Linked DNA regions of Canis lupus: region 2 is linked to region 1. Evidence: chromatin contacts called from public Hi-C data. All regions are on one chromosome and are shown on one strand. The core of a region is the stretch at or near the end of the contact, and the rest is flanking DNA. Distances in the headings are between cores, read along the strand shown. Region 1 holds the start of ODC1 (ornithine decarboxylase). Region 2 has its middle 58 kb from the start of ODC1.

Region 1 (5,420 bases), core at 1,620-4,119:
GGGCCGCCGTGAAAATGTCCTGATCGGCAGAGAATTTGCTGTCCACCTTAGGAACATATCAAATTGAAAGATCAGGCACTGACTGCACATACACAGGAAGCAAGGCCACTTACACACACTCTGTAGATAGCTCACTCACTGGATTTGGGAATCCCATTATTCCAGGGATAGGTCACAGGATTCCATAAAGCTCTGCACTATCTAAAGACACCACAGGTTCAACGCTAAACTTTCTCAAGGTGACAGGCTAAAATCCCATTGTAGTACTTAAACACCGCAAAATAAGCATTTTAAATATTCATGCTAAAAAACCTATAGGAAGCATGTTTCAGGGGCACCTCGGTGGCTCAGTGGTTGAGCATCTGCCTTTCTGTCTTTGGCTCAGGTCGTAATCCCAGGTGCCTGGGATCAAGTCCCACAACAGGCTCCCCAAAGGCAGCCTGCTTCTCCCTCTGCCTCTTTCATAAACAAATAAAATCTTTAAAAAAAAAGAAAAGAAAAGAAAAAGAAAGCACATTTCAGAATCTTCACTTAGTTCTTTAAAACAGGAAATTTTTTTAATGGTCAGTTTGATTTCAGAGAAGCTTTAGCTCTTTAGAACCTTAAAGTATCATTTCAGTAATTCTGAAAGATGCCTTATAAACACCTTGCTATCTCCTGTTGTCACTAAGTCTTAAACGGAACAATCTTTAATGACTGATGGAAATGTCATGGAAATGTCTTAAGGCTAACCTTACTGAGCGCTCCTCAGTTCCTTAAGAATTTCACGAGCTAATTTTTATGCTATTTTATTTTCATGCCACGCATGTATTTTTCCAGAGAGTAATCACCACATCAACAAAATGTATACAGTTGTGGGATCTGATCAGAAATCAGCGTTCTTAAACCAGCGTGGCTGGGCGTCAAGTCAGTGATTCTGCAAATCTCATCTGTCCTTACCGGCACCCTGATCCTTGCTTAGCTAGGACAATAATCACATGGAAATGATTTTTGGCTAACTTTATGAATAACAAAAATAAAAAAGCAAACAGGAATTATGAATAAGCAAAAATAAAGCTTGTAACATTCTGAGCCACTGTCCTCGGTCTTTGTTACACGTGACGTTGGTAAATGAGTTATCTTAAAATTATTGATTTTATAACCTTTTTAATTTCTGTTAGGCAGGACTTTCTTTCCACTGTGCGACCCACTTCAGTGCCTGCAGCCTACGGCAGAGGCCAGGCAATGGTTCGGGGCCATGGTTTGCTCTGGCATGGGACACTATGAGAGGCCCAGGGGGACGAGCCTGCCATAAATCCAAACCCATGCGTGGTAGAATTGGTCTTTTGATGTTGTGTGACTTTTAAGACTTTAAAACTTTCTTTTAAATCTCTACACCCATCGCGGGGCTCGAACTTAGAGCCTCCTGATCAAGAGCCGCCTGCTCTCCCGCCTGAGCCAGCAGGGCGCCCCTAGTAGAACTTGTTTTAAGACTTGATCTAGTGTGACTTTCTGGCGCAGTTAACCTCCTGCGTTGCCTGAAGCACCTCTAGGGGAAGTCGAGAGACTAAAGGGACAGCAAACCCATCCTGTCTATATAATGAACACTTATCACAGGCTTGTGCAGTGACAGACCGGGATCGTTAGTTAGGGTCTTGTCAAATAGCTTTCAGGGCAGTGTTCAAGCTTAAACTTGGGCAGTTGTCACCACTTTGAAATAAATTGCTCTTAAGTACCTCTTAAAGCTTCATTTGAATAACTTGCAACACAGAGCCATTCCACTTTGTAGTGCCCTGTACAGCGAAGTTGACTTAAAAGTCAGGGCGGGTTAACCCAAGACAGCGCTCCTCTGCTACCAAATCCCTTCCTGCCAATTGCGAAGTATTTTGCCAGAGACAGGGACCAGCTTAAAAAAAAGTCACGAGGCAGCGAAATGATGCCCACTTTTAGCTTTAAATAAAGTCAACACATTCTGTCCTCCCCAAACATTTCTGAGAGGTTCTGCTTCCCACACTTACACCAATTATTGGGGGATCTCAAACGACCACAATACATTGTTTTTTTTTTTTGTTTTTTTTTGTTTTTTTTTTTTTGCAAACCCTTAAGGGCTGCCTCCTACGTGTAGGTCTGTTCTCCCGAACTGGGCTCTCAATAGTCTAGGCCTTTCTTAAACCTCTGAGTCCTGCAAAGATCCCTTCCCGGACCGTTCCGGGCCGCGGCTAGTGGAGAAGGCATTGCCACGGCTCCTGGACGGCCGTCATATAGCTCCGCTCGGGCGAACTTCTAGGTCGGGTCACGTCCTCTGCACGAGAACTGAGAGGGGCGAAGGTCCGCCTCACCGCAGCCCAAGTGGGCCGAGCGACGGGAGCCCGAGACCCGCACGGGCCCGCTCCCACCTCTCCTGCACCTGCTGCCGCGCGAGTCTTAAAGAAGAAGAATAGCGGTTGAGGAAACCGCGGGCCTGCCCGGCAGCTTCCGGCTCCGAGCACCCCTGACGTGGTTCGGAAGCGGGAGCCGCGGTCCCCTCCGGCCGCCGGGCGCTCGCGGGGCCGGGGCTCGGCTCCCCGCTTCCGGGGGGACAGCAGGCCCCGCAGGGTCGGCAGCCGCGGCCGGCGCCGGGACCACGTGTCCCCCGCGGCCCCGGGGTCCTCCCGGCCTGCGGCGCGGCGCGGCGCGCGGGGACACGTGGCCGGCCCCGTCCCTGCCTCCCCCGCCCGGACGCGCCCCCTCACCTCAGAGCGCGCGGGCGCCGCGGGCCAGTCCCATGGAGATGCCGCCGCCGAGCGCGCAGGACCGCCGGCCGCCCCGCCGCCCCCGTCCCCCGTCCGCCGGCCGCCCGCCGCCTCGCTCCCTCCCGCGGAGGACCGCCGGCCCGAGGTGGCGCCGGAGCTCTGGCTGAGGGGCGGCGGCGGCGGACGCTGAGGGACTGACAAAGCCGCCGGGCCGGCGCTCCGCTACTTATAGCGCCGCGCGTGTCGTCATGGAGACGCACCAGCTCAAACCAGCCGCGATCGGTTCCGTCCGGGCGTCCTCCGAGGAAGGGGGCGGAGCGCGGCGGCGGCGGCCAACCCGCGGCCGGACGGAGGGGCGGGGGGGCGCGGGCGACCCGACGTCAGCGCCTCCCGGCGCCCCTCGGCCCGGCCCCCGCCGCGGCCTTGCGCACGCGCACGACGCCGCAGGGCTCCCCGGCGGCCTCGCGCCCTTCCCGGCCCCGCGGCGGGCCGCGCACGCGCACGCGCACGACGCCGCAGGTCCCCGGCCCTCGGCGCCATCCGCCGGCCGCGCGCGCGGAGGACCTCGGCCTCGGGGCGGGAGCGGCCGCCGCACGACCGCGGAGCCCGCGGCGGACCGATGCCCGGCGTCCGCGCCCGCGCCGGGCAGCACTGTGCCCCCGCCCGGCTGTAAATGCCTCGTGCCCGGGGGCAGGGGCAGGGGACCGCGGGGCCCCGAGGTCCACGTGGACCCCGCCAGGTGGACTCCGGCCCCGCCGTCCCCGGGACGGGACCTGCCCCATCCGGCCCCGCCCCCCCCGCCCGGGCGCAGACCCACGGAGGGGCAGGTGCGCGCGTGCTGAGGGTCACCTGGCAGGTGGTGGGCGCCTGGCCCGGTCAGCTGTGCCCCGACCCCGACCCGTGGCAGGCGGCCACGCGAGGCCGCGCGCGGCGTTAAGCCGGAGACTTGTCTCAGGGCCTCGGGGAAGGACGTGGAGGGGCTGCAAGCCAGCGAACCCCTCCGCTGCCCCTACCCACGGGTCGCCAGTGCAGCCGTCTCCGAGGGCGGCTGCCATTGCCTCGCTTTGAGGGCACAATGAATACATAAAAAACCCCAAACCCTGGGAAATCTGCTGTCCCTTAGAGCGTGAACCCTCTGGTGCAGGGGGGAACCTCTTTGGGGAGCGGGCACCCGCCGCTGGCCCCAGGGAGGGGAGAAGGAATGTGGGGGGCTTCCCTGTCTTTCATTTTACCATTCTTCCCCTTGAAGGCGAAATGCAACACTCAACGTCCCACCCTAGAGTGTGGGGTGTGACCTACCTGAGGGCCACCTGTGAGGATGTAAAGGACGGGTAAAGCTGGCCCAGGTGGGGCGGTTGGTGCAGAGGGGCTGCGGAGGAGCTCGGCGCTCTCCCCTGTCCCTGGTGCCCACTTGCTGTGTGATCTTGGGTCAATGACCTCCCTTTTCTGGGCCTCGGAAGAGGTTTGACTAGATGACCCAAGGATCTTTGCAGAGGCAAAAAGCCTGTGAGGTTTGAAAAGTTTCCCTTGCAGTGTCCCCCCAGGCCTAGGGCATACCTTGTTCAACTTTATTTTTACGTAGTCCTTGAGCAGCTACTGGGTGGGTGCCAGGCACCACTGGACTAGGGACAAGAGAAAGGGAGTTATCTCCACCCTATGGAGGATGAGATTAAGAACCCATCACAGGGATCCCTGGGTGGCGCAGTGGTTTAGCGCCTGCCTTTGGCCCAGGGCGTGATCCTGGAGACCCGGGATCGAATCCCACGTCGGGCTCCCGGTGCATGGAGCCTGCTTCTCCCTCTGCCTGTGTCTCTGCCTCTCTCTCTCTGTGACTATCATAAATGAATAAAAATTAAGAAAAAGAGAACCCATCAGAGAATGTTACAGCCCAGACACTAAATGGGACAAGCTCTAGAATCATGGTGAACACAAGGATTTGTCCCCCCCTCTCTGTGAAGAAACATTTTGTCCCAATGACAGAGTTTTTCCCACATTCCAGAAGTCTCCCCTGTCCAGCACTACGGCCAAACAGGGATCAGTGCCCACACCCCCAGTTCTCCTTGGCATGTCAATCAGCCAGTCACTGCGAGACGAACACTGTCCCGGCTCTGCAGCCTCCTCCAGGCAGTGGGGATGGGATGTCTCCACACATGGGATCCTGGTAGCAGCCTGGCATGGGGGGGTGGGGAGGACAGTCAGCCCCCATCTTGCCAGCAGCTTACTGCCATGTGAGTGTGACCTGGCCGCCTCCCTGACTCTCTGGGCTTCTCTTTCTCCAACCATTAAGGGAAAGTTTAGGGCCAGATCTAGGATCCCGTTTCAGCTCAGTTGTGTGATTATATTTTAGATTTAGAGGTATTAACTGAAATTAGAAGCAATGTCTTGATGGAGGAAGCCAGATAGTCTGTCCCTCTGTTGTACCTACGTGCTGCTCACACCCAGGTCACCCATATATGCTGCCTCTCCTGCTAGCCCACACTAAACATGCAAACTCCTGCCCACATGCCGTACTTTCCTCTGGGGAGGCCACGTCTTGCCCCGATGATCCATCTGACCCAGTTAGAGAAACAGAAGCAAGAGAAGGAGGCAGTGCTGCTTCCTTGAGTACTGGCCCAGCTGGCTACAGGGAAGCTCTTGGACAGAGGCCCTTGGCCTTGGGTCTGGGAGTTAGCAGGGCCTGAGTCATTAAACCCAGCTCCTAACCTGGAT
Region 2 (5,420 bases), core at 2,010-4,509, 58 kb after region 1:
AGCGGTTTGGCGCCTGCCTTTGGCCCAGGGCGCGATCCTGGAGACCCGGGATCGAATCCCACATCGGGCTCCCGGTGCATGGAGCCTGCTTCTCCTTCTGCCTGTGTCTCTGCCTCTCTCTCTCTCTCTCTGTGACTATCATAAATAAATAAAAATTTAAAAAAAATTAAAAAAAAAACATTTGTGCTTTAGTAAACACCATTAGGAAAATGAAAAGACGTGCTATGGACTGGGAGAAAATATTTGTCAATCATATACCTGATAAAGGACATGTACCCAGAGAATATAAAGAACTCTTACATCTCAATAGAAAGACAAACAATCCAATTTTAAAATAGGCAAAATGTCTGAAAAGACAGGGATGCCAGAGTGGCTCAGTGGTTGAGCAAGTGCCTTTGGCTCAGGGTGTGATTCCAGGGTCCTGGGATCAAGTCCCGCATCTGGCTCCCTGCAGAGAGCCTGCTTTTCCCTCTGCCTGTGTCTCTGCCTCTCTCTCTCTCTGTGTCTCTCATGAATAAATAAATAAAATCTTAAAAAATATATATTTGAAAAGGCATTTCGCCAAAAAGGTACACAAATGGCTCATTAGTCATTAGGGAAAAGCAAATTAAAACCACTTCACACCGACTAGAATGGTTATAATCTTAACAACTTGCAGGAACACGAGACTACACGGCTGCTGAAAATGTAAATTGGCACAGCCACCTCAAAAGAACAGTTTGTCAGTTTCTTAAAAGTTACACATAAGTTTACCATATGCCCCGGGATTTCCCCCATGAGCACGTACCCAAGAGAAATGAAAAGAGATGATCGGACAAAAAGTTATACACAAGTATAACAGCAGCATTATTCATAATGGCCAAAATAGAGAAAATCCAAATGTTCTCCAACTGATAGATGGATAAGCAAAATGTAATCTCCCCACACAGAGGGGGTGATACTCAACAATAAAAAAGAACAAACTGCTGATTCCTGCTACAGCATGGATGCAACTCAAAAAAATTGTGGTAAGTGTAATAAACCAGATGCATTAAATTGCATAGCGTATGATTTCTTTTATATGAAATGTCCAGAAAGGACAAATTTACAGCAAGCAGATCTCGGCTCCTGGCAGGGGAGGGAGATGGGGAGGAGTACAAATGGGCACGAGACATCCTTTGAGGGTGATGGAAATGTCCTACAACTGGGTCGTCATGGTGGTTGCACAACTCTGAAAATTTACTGAGAAGTATTGTAAAGAAGTAAAGTCACTTAAAGCAGGTGACTTTTGTTGTGTACAAATTATTCCTCAAGGGAGCTGTTAAAAAATGTAGTCACGAAATATACGTGTATAGAAAGATGGAAGAAAACATGCCAAGATGAGAAGTTCTTTTGTGTTTGGGCAGTAGGATCACGGATGACTTTTCTACTTTTCTTATTCTTTTCTGTATTTTCTACGTGTTCTACAATGGGCCTGCAGCTTGCATAAACAGAAAAACAGCAAGAGTGAGTGTGTGCGTGTGTGTGTGTGTGTGTGTAGCAGGGTGTCAGGCAAAGCTTACCTGTTTGCTTTGGTGAGAGAAGCTGTCATTTTACTGTTGCCAGATGCTTCTCCAGCAGGAAAAGCAAAGTTCATGCCCTGTATTCTGAGCAGGGGCCCCAGGTCCACCTGCCCAGTTATACACATGCCCATTCCTGGATATAATCCTTAAAACACAGAGTTCAAGGTTGTAGCGGAGGCGAAAGGGTGGGCAAATTCATAAACAGTGGAAGACACTTGCTGGGAGAAAAGAGGTAGACACCTTGACCCCTTCCCTTTCACATTTTTAAAGAAAAATTTTCATCAACTACAACCTGCATTAGAAAAGCACACAAATTCTAAGAGAACAACTTGGTGCCCGGAACAAGACATGGAATATTCCAGAAAGCACCTTGTACCTCTCCCAGGCACTAACTCCTCCAAGGGTAACCTCTCCTCTGACTTCTTCCATTGCAGACCTCTCTTCACTGCTTTGGAACTTGGTGTGCAAGAAAGCACACGGTGTGCTCTCCGCTGCTCAGCTGCACGCTTGCATCTCGAGTGTGCTGCTCGGAGAATCAACACTTCGGCCTTGTGGCCATGTCCTATTCCATTATGTGAGTACACCTTGGTGCTGGGGGAGACATTTGCATTTCTTTGCACTTGATTCCTGCGAGTATTCTTTCACACGCTCTGTGCACACGTGCATACGTGCCGTGGACGTGTCCTAGGACTTGCGGTGTCCTAGGACTAGCTACTCTTTAGCTTCAGTCGAGGGGGCCTAGCAGTTTCCCAAAGTGATTGCACGCATCTTCACCTCCCACCAGCAGTGATGACAGTTCCAGGCGCCCAGCATTGTTGCCACCACCAGCCACCGTGTGTCTTTTCCAAGGAGCCACTAGGGCAGGGGTGCAGCTGTTGTGGTTTCCTGCACGTCCCCGGCGGCTGATGAAGGAGAATGCAATTTTGTTTGTTTACTGGCCATTGGATGGATTTAGTCTTCAGTGAAGAGCCTGTTCAGATCCTTCGCCAATTTTTTTTACTGGCTTCTCTGATTATTAGTGGTTTGTGAGAATTTTAAAAAATATATTCCCCAGATACGTCCCATTCCCAATACGTATGGCCAGGGACTTCCACTCTGTGGCTGGCTTTTACACTCTGTGGTGATGGCATCTTAATTGATGATCGGCAGCTTTTTTTTTTTTTTTAAAGATTTTATTTATTTATTTAACAGAGAGAGAGAGCACAAGCAGGGGGAGCAGCAGGCAGAGGCAGAAGGAAAAGTAGACTTCCCACAGAGGAGAGCCCCATGAGGGGCTGGATCCCAGGACCCCAAGATCATGACCTGAGCCCAAGGCAGATGCTTAACTGACTGAGCCAACCAGGTTCCCCCAAACGGCAGCTCTTAATTTTCATCAAGTCTGATTACTAGGCTCTTCCCTTTACAGTTAGCCCTTTTTGTGTTTTAAGAATTCTTTGCTAATCCTAAGGCCATGAGGATGCTCTCCTATTTTCTCTTCTGGAGGCTTCGTTTTTTTCTCCTTCTGTAGTTAGGTCTCCAGCACACTTGGAATCGACTTCTGTAAGAGTGTGGAGTGAGGTCAGTAAGGTTCAGCATCATCAGAACCTACGAGGGTGGGAGAGACAAGGCCCCACCAGGAGGGAGGGCACTTGGCCGAGTGTGGCCGGGCAGGGGCTGGTTTAGGCCTCCGACCTGAGCACACACACTGCTGGCCTGGCCACCGCCCGCTGGGACAGAGGTTCTGAGGCCCTGAGGACAGGGACCCGGAGACCCCAGTGAGCAAGGGCACCAGCACCCTTGGCCCCACACACAGCGGAGGGTTGGTGCAGGGGTGCAGTCACAGCTGAGCCGAGGCCACCAGAGACCACTCCTCCTCATTGGAACCCTGAGGAGTCACCTCCAGGCCAACTGGACTGTCCTTGGGACAGAAGTGGGGAAAAGCACTGAGAAGGACCCGTGCGTGGCAACGATCTGTCAAGTCCCGATGAAACTGCTGTAGAGGGAAACCGAGTCAGCTTCTCTACAGCTGGAGACAGAGGGTCTGGCCCTTTTGAACTGAGTCCTTGAGGCCCTGGGACAACTACCCCGCTGACTAATTTGAATACCAAAAGCAGAAGTGGCTGGGGAAGTGGGTCACACCAGTAACGTATATAAACAAATGAATTGCTCGTCAGGCCACCAGCATAGTGTGTTTTCGTGTGCTCAGCTGGAACTTCCTGCGGAAGAGGCATTCTCCACGCCCAGCCTACCACGTGAACAGCTGCTTTGGAAAATGTTATTCTGGGTGAGTTTCCACTACGCAGTATAGGCCAGTGCTCCTCATCAGTGTTGAGTAAAAGGTTGCCTTCCAGAACTTTCCACGTGGTTTACCAAGGGAATAGCCCTCCACTGAACAAAAAGTCCTCTTCCAAGAGCTGTCCTTGCCTTTTTGTCCCATTTCAGTTCTTACAATCTACTACAAAGGGGAGGATCGTGCCTACTGTACAGTCACTGCGGGCACCAGGAGCGTGGGGCTCTCTCCATTCACGGTCTCCTCTCCCGTTAATGACAACCACCACCTGGGTGTCTGCCTTTCCCTTAGGTCACAAAAGCCATTCTGGTAGAAAGCAGGTGGGCCTTCAGATGGATTTTCCTGGGATGATTCTTGCCTCTGTCATTTCCTGCTAACTATGAGACTTCAGGCATGTTCTTAATCCTTCTTAGCCTCAGCTGTCTCATCTGTGAAATGGGGACAATGCCTAGCTCATAGAGTTGTAATGAGGTTGAATCAGTATAACGAATTTCAAGAGTCCGAGGGTCTTTTTGGAACACAGTAGACACTCAACAATATTAGCTATTATTCCACGTTAAGCTGTCATCTCTGCTGGGTGTAGGTGCAGAGCCCACCCATTAGAACAGTCCAGAGACAACGTGCGGGGCTTTGGCCCAGCCTTCTTTAGAAATTCACATCACTTGCAAAGCTCCATTGTGAAATATCGAAACATTGATGTGGAAGAAAGGAAGACAAAGGCCAGACTCTGAATCAACCGGTAGGTGTAGTGTTTCGGAGACTCAACGTGAGGGTGGGCCCAGTGACTCACCGCAGTGATCCTTTTACTTTTCCTAGTGACCAATCTGATTTTTCCATTACACGGCAATGATTCACCATTTGCTGTCGCGGTTATGTAACTGGGCTGTTTGGATTTGGGGTGCCCATATCTGTATTTCCATGTCCCCGCAGGGAAGCTTTAGGAAGCTTCTTTTTCACACACTCTGTTACATGCTGTCATGACCAGTTGTTGAATGCATCCCAGAAGATGAACTAGTCAGCCCTCATGTTCCCTGAGAAGTGGGCATGCAAATAGTAGAGAGTACCCTGAACAGGGCATCAGGAGACCCTGGCCCAGGTTGACCTTACCTCAGACCTTCCTCTGCGTTCCTGACCTTCTCTGGCCTCAGTTTTTGCGCCTGAAAATGAGATGTAAGCTTTGATATTCCAAAATTAACAAGACTGAATTTTTCTCTTGGCTACACAAGAGATCCCAGAGTGTTTGCTATCAAATGCTAAGTGCATGGCACTACAAAGCTGGGCATGGAGACTGAGCTATAGGGCTGAGTGGGGTCAACAAGGAATTTATGCTAGACTTCCCAATAATAAATGAATCCAGTCTTGGAGGAATGGAATTTCCATCCTTTCCTCCATCTGTCTTGTGCTATACATAATAAATTGGGGGGTCAGGATGGATTGGCACCTCAGCTGTCATTCTGATCATAGCCCTCAGCAGACCTAGGCCAGGAAAGAAGGAATGGACTTTGCAGAGGCAATTATTGCACTTCTATTTGCTTTGTTCATGCCCCTGCAGGAGCTCCACGTTCCAGGATGGGTTGAGTAACATCTGCCCGTGGGACATGTCACTGGTC

What was found. Hi-C and Micro-C count contacts between places; a contact is called where the count stands out from the background.
Region 2: a contact with region 1 is called in a Hi-C map of blood, with 2.1 times the contacts expected there. The contact joins the enhancer-like site here to the promoter of ODC1 in region 1. A contact is called at or near these places in 2 of 9 Hi-C or Micro-C datasets (both in blood).

The regions. Positions count from the first base shown.
Region 1 is chr17:7,379,268-7,384,687 of UU_Cfam_GSD_1.0, forward strand. ODC1 (ornithine decarboxylase) reads right to left here and starts at 2,870. Exons shown (of 12, transcript XM_038560768.1): 1 at 2,712-2,870; 2 at 1-46. It overlaps LOC111090485 (a long non-coding RNA gene), which reads left to right and starts at 3,663. Exons shown (of 3, transcript XR_005372071.1): 1 at 3,663-5,420. LOC119864027 (a small nucleolar RNA gene) reads right to left here and starts at 1,308; the gene lies at 1,176-1,308.
Region 2 is chr17:7,437,217-7,442,636 of UU_Cfam_GSD_1.0, forward strand. No RefSeq gene overlaps it. Among named protein-coding and RNA genes, the nearest start is that of ODC1, 58 kb to the left of the region's middle. Within about 2 kb of position 3,260, at least 4 of the 20 cell types and tissues checked have an H3K27ac peak or open chromatin away from gene starts, as enhancers often do. A contact at or near this core is called in blood, where this site is marked.